Regions from separate parts of the Zea mays genome. Here region 1 is linked to region 2. A link is a contact called in public Hi-C data. All regions are on one chromosome and are shown on one strand. The core of a region is the stretch at or near the end of the contact, and the rest is flanking DNA. Distances in the headings are between cores, read along the strand shown.

Region 1 (2,700 bases), core at 124-2,623, 200 kb after region 2:
GTGCCCGGAGCGTCGACGTCCGTGTCCGTGTAGGCCAGCACGTCGAACACGCCTGACCAGTTCGGGAGGAGAGGAGACCAGAGTCAGCCACGGTTGCAGTTGCAGACTTTGCAGCGCCGGTTTCCAAAAGGAAGGCGAAAATACAGGAAGCGACTGGATGCCGGTTGCGGCCCTTACATGGCTCGTCGAGGCAGGGGAGGTAGGTGATGCAAGACGCGATCTGGCGCATGATGGCCTGGATCTCCCTCATGATCTCCTTGTCGCTCTTCTCCTTGATGGCCCTGACGAACATCAGAAGACGACGCTATCAATGTCAAGCCATGGCAGGCTGACACAATGCGCAGCGTCTACTTGGGATTGGTTATGGGTCGCGCGCAGGAAGATGGGGGATAAGATAGTGTGTGGCGCACCCCTTCTCGACGACCTCGGCGTCGGTGACGATGTTGAAGTTCCAGCGCTCGAGCACCTCGCTGGTGGCTTTGCTCATTATGACCAGCACGATACGCTGCAGCTTCCCGGCCTCCAGCCATTCTGCGACAGTGAGTTTTTCAGAGACATTCGCGAGCACTCGAGGAAGGAGAGATCGGCCTCAGGTAGTGGTGTGAGGAAAACCGACCTGAGAGCTGGGAGGTGAGGCTGGCGATGAAGTTCTTCACGCCCTCGTCCTGCGTGAGCAGCATGGTAAGCCCGTACTTCTTCACCTTGCTGAAGCTCTCCTCCGGGTACACAGCGCGGTTGTAGAGGATGCTAAGCCATGGGGGGAAAAAAACGGAACCGAATCAATTAGTCAATACAAAACCCCGAACCTCCCTCACCGATCTAATCCCGGATGGACCGGCACCGCCGCCGTCTGCCGGGCACTGTAAAGTGTACCGTACCTATTCGCCGCGTACCCTGCCGATGCGAAGCGAAGCATTTCGTCAGGCACCCGATGGGCGAAAAAAGAAACTAAACAGGAAAGGGGGCAGGGAGCCGCGTGCGTACCGAAGAACTCGCTGACGATGGCGGCAGAGCCTCGCAGCGTGATGATATCCTTGGACGCCGAGCGCGACGCCATTCTGGTATCCTCTCCTCCTCCTTCCTCCTCTTGCAGCGGCGCCCCGGATCCGCCGGCGAGGACAACTCCTTGGGAACGGGAAGGGAGAAGCAACGGCTAGTGCGGCGGGCCGGCGGCAGTGGCACAGTGCGGTGTGGGAATGTGAGAAGTCCCAAGTCGTGGAATCTTTCCCGGAGCGTTTCGAACGGATCGACCGGCTCTGGTGGGTGGATGTCTGAATGGATGTGCGCGCACGGTGGTGGACTGGTGCGGGGGCTTTTAAAGGTGGGCCGGACCGGCGCGCCCAACGGTCGTGTGGGTGTGGGGGCCGCGCACTGGGCTCGGCCTAGTGTTTTTTTTTTGTTAACTGCATTGATTTATGAGCATGTACTCTCGTCTTTAGGGATGACAACACACACGTTCAGCCTGATTGGTTCCCCGGCTGGCGCGCGCTCGAGCCGACCTGGACCTCCAGGGAAGTTCATTTTCCACATCTCCAGACGTGCAGGCAAGACAGTGAAAAATGGGCTGAACTGCATACACGCATGCAGGGCCATGGACGAAGACGCAGGCAGCCAAACACGCGCTCAAGCGCGGTCAATGCATCGCTCAAGCCTGCGCGAGTGCGGCATAGTAACCAATCAGGATGATTTTACCCGCGTGACCGCGGTTAAAAACTCTATAGGATGCGGGCTTGGGTGTGGGTTTGTACCCGTGGGTATGGTTACAGGTTTGATTCTCAACCAGACGAATTTTTTTCGTGGGTATGAAAATATTGTACTCGTGCCCGCAAATCCACATACCCGCGTGTGTGTATATATATAATATGACGACTTTCTCTGTGGCTTCATGGCCTCGTGCACACAGCCCCCTCGTCATGGCCTCAGCGTGAAACACGAAGCGTCCGCCCAGTCCCCTCCTCACGACCTTTGGTAGCTAGCTAATGGGCCTTGGCCCTTGGCAACGGCAAACACATTTCCACTGTGCCCTGCTATTAAAACAGTTTGCATCGAGCGCCCATGCCTACGTATGTGTGGTGTACTGGTGTGCATTGTGTATCCGTGTAGACTGTAGAGCACATGCATCTCAATTTAGTGCCACCCCAAAAGCTTTGAGCGAACGGAGCCAATCAAATGATATAAAAGAAGACTACAGACGTCAGGGAACTCGTAAACTTTTGGCTAAGATCGGTACATGTTTTTACCAGTTTAATAAATATTTATTATTATGTGCTACCAGCTTAATAAATATTTATTATATGATTGTGCCTGCGGGTGCCATAAACCCGCAGGTAGCTTGTTTGGGTAACACACGCTATCTGTCGCGGGTAGCAGGTACGGGTACGGGTTTAACATTAATCTCGCGGGTACGGGTTTATAATCTCTGTATCCGTGGGTTTAAAACCCGTTGCCATCCCTACTCGTCTGGTACCACCAGCCTTCGCGCTTTCACATTACTACTCGCTAGATACGCATGTATCTAAGTATTTGTGTAATCTACTCTTGATCAAGTAGCCAAGAAGAGTTACAAAGTTTCAAAATTTCCATAAAAAGCATAGCATTTCTTGAAATTCACAAGAGAAACTATTCCACTCGCCACAAATTATGGTTATCTTTAGCAGATGATAGTTAAAGTCGCCGTATTGAAAGCCATATATAGGGATG
Region 2 (2,810 bases), core at 159-2,658:
CCCGTCTGTGTACTGCATATTCGCATCAACGAGACGGTCAACAAGGGCGCTAAGAACGACTCCCGTGAACATAGTATTGGCATGGTCGTACTCTTTCTCCTGTTCAGGAGTCAGTGGACCCTCAGGTCTGCCTTTACTAACATGGAAGACATTCATAGCAGTAAGCCAGAGCGTGGCCTTGACTTGCCATCTCTTAAAGTGCATACCATTAAACTTTTCTGGCTTCAGCGCGTCGGCAAAAGCAGCCATAGAAAAACTAGGAAATTGTCTACAATAAGGTTTTTGGATTGTTGAATAATTAGACAAATTCCAAATTAAATTCCGAATATAAATCATGACCAAATCAGAAGAACTGAAATAAAAGCCAAATCAGATGATGCGTACTGATTAGACTTACTGATTGTTGGCGCGCGCCAGGATCAGCTGGGTCGACGAGGTCAGCAGATCACGAGCAGTCGCGTGAAGACGCTTCCCAAAAACCTTATTCGCCCTCTCCCGGTGCAGGATCTAGAAGACGAAGGGTTCCGGAGACCTGCTCTCCTGATCGCAGATGCACCTCTGCGGTCGGGACGAAGGGAACTAAAAGGCGGCTCAGCTATGAAGAGAGGCGAAAGCGAACTGGGATCTCGGATGATTTGGAGGCTGGCTGCCGGGCTCCTTTTATAGGGCCAAGTCCGCGACCCCCTGTGCTTATCCGCCCACGAAAATCTCGCAATCAGTTGAGATTTTATAGCGATCGGTTAGGATAAGCGTAACAGCCAAGAAACCAAAAAATCAAACGGCAAAAGGTAGCCGCGCCCCCGCAAGGCGAGGGGCCGGATTTCGGCGAACCATTCACGCGCATGTCGTGCGCCCGCGCCCTTCGCCCCGGCCCGGCCCGGCCAGGCGAGCGAGCGCGCGCGTGCGTGTGGCTCTCCACACACTCTCCTCTCATCCATGACTTGGTGAGTGAGTGTGGCTTCCATATTTAAGTTAGCTCTACTCCACAAGAGCTAGCAATATGGTGCTATTGGTTCCACCTATCCCTTTGCCATCAACTTATATGGGCTTTTGAGATTTTCCTGGGATTTATTTGAATAACTTAATTGGGCCAAGCCCATAAATCCTAACAGCAGCAACACCCAGCAAGGCCAAATTGCAGCCCCGACACAGATCATCATAGCATGGAGATGTACCTGGAGCCAGCGCCGAGCTTGGATGGAACCGAAGTCCAAAAAGCAATTGCATTTCTGATCTGACCTGACGACTGATCTGGTTTTTCATTTCACTAGAGACGACGGTGCTATGATCTGGTCGAGATCCTCCAGGATGCCGAGTGTGCACTAAGCACTATACTGTATCCTCCTCTCCTGCCGCCGCTCTCCCTATCTTGGGATTACTGTAGGTCTGTTTCTGGGAGACCCTTGAGCACACCCGAGCCGTCCAATTTACATCGGACGGTGCTGCGTGGCCGTCAGGGAAAAGGATTAGGGGACGGGGAGAGAACGAAACAAAACCCAAATATCTGGACGCACACACTGGGCCGCGCTGCTTCTCCGTCACGCTGAATCGTCGTCGCCGCCGGCCAGCCGCAGGAGCTCGCCGTCGCGCGTTTTTGAAGCTCTCCAGGAAAGGGGGCGCGCGCAGGCGCAGCATGAGAGCGGCCGTGAACACGCCACCTCCGCGCTGCTACTCGCGGCGGCGCGCCAGCGCCACGCTGCTGGAAGCGCGTTATGTGTTCGACCACGTGCCGCAGCGGCGCCTGCCGAGCCTGGCTGCGGAACTCCGCGCGCGGCCCGCGTCCGTGGCTGCCCGGAGGCCCGCGCGGCGCTCGGCCGCGTCTGCGGCTGCCCCCACCTGTGGCGCCGCTTCAGGTACTGAAATTGGATCGTGTTCTTGGTTTACCCCCTTCTTCTGCATGCGCTTGACTTTGGAGCTGCCTCGTTTGTGCACTGAAGATCGTCTGGTATTTGGCCAGTGGTAGCATATCATTGGAATGTTTGCATGTGTTGTTCAATGACCCTTTAGTTTGGTATTGGGGGTTTAGGACAGCGGTTTTGTTTGTGTCACACTAGGACAGTGGGTGTTCAAGAATGGGAGCAAGCTTAGTTCGCAACTAATAAAAAGTAGTTTGAAATGCTACCAATTACGTATTACTTAACCAGGCTACCCCAGAAGTCCATTGTCCGTTGAATCTTCCTTACCATTTGGATTGGATGGTAATTGTTTTTGGTTTGTGCGGCGCACCCCTTTATGTTTGGTTTTTGGGGTCCTGTTCCCCTGAAGAACTGGTCCAACACATGTTTTGGTTTTCTCCTTCAAATAAAACTTTCGGCAAAGCTTTTTGTTCCAAAAAGATTCGTAGCGGTGAGAGGTGTCTCACGAGTTCGAAGAGCCTCTCCTCCACATTTGTGGGGAAAGGCTTGCCTCGGTTTATTCCTTTCTCATACCCCATATGACATCTCGACCTGCGGGAGGTAAGACAGCCCCCGGGCATTGTATTAAGAAAAGACCTTCTCACACAGGTCGAAAAAACCCCTGAACCCTTGCCCCACCCATACACAGCGGCATCGAAGCCCATGTGAGAACGGCCACGACCGGGACTGGGCCTTAGACCTGTGCTTTGGCGTGGGACAGACGAGGAGATTTTTTTAACCACAGCCTAAAATTCGCTCCCACGGGGAGTCGAACCCACGACCTAAGGAGTGCTACTCAGACCAACTAACCAACTCAGCTAGAGGCCCTTTCGCTCATACCCCATATGACAACACTCTTGCTTGTTTCCTTTTACCCTTAACCCCCTGCAACTAAGAACTAACTGTTCTTACTGT

Evidence for each region. Hi-C and Micro-C count contacts between places; a contact is called where the count stands out from the background.
Region 1: a contact with region 2 is called in a Hi-C map of ear, with 4 times the contacts expected there. The contact joins the promoter of LOC542621 here to the promoter of LOC100193582 in region 2. A contact is called at or near these places in 2 of 25 Hi-C or Micro-C datasets (ear and tassel).

What each region holds. Positions count from the first base shown.
Region 1 is chr10:129,003,096-129,005,795 of Zm-B73-REFERENCE-NAM-5.0, forward strand. It overlaps LOC542621 (cell cycle checkpoint protein MAD2 homolog), which reads right to left and starts at 1,374. Exons shown (of 7, transcript NM_001112148.2): 1 at 985-1,374; 2 at 879-894; 3 at 617-747; 4 at 411-531; 5 at 178-281; 6 at 1-52. The coding sequence starts at 1,057.
Region 2 is chr10:128,800,332-128,803,141 of Zm-B73-REFERENCE-NAM-5.0, forward strand. It overlaps LOC100193582, which reads left to right and starts at 1,409. Exons shown (of 2, transcript NM_001348933.1): 1 at 1,409-1,853. The coding sequence starts at 1,634.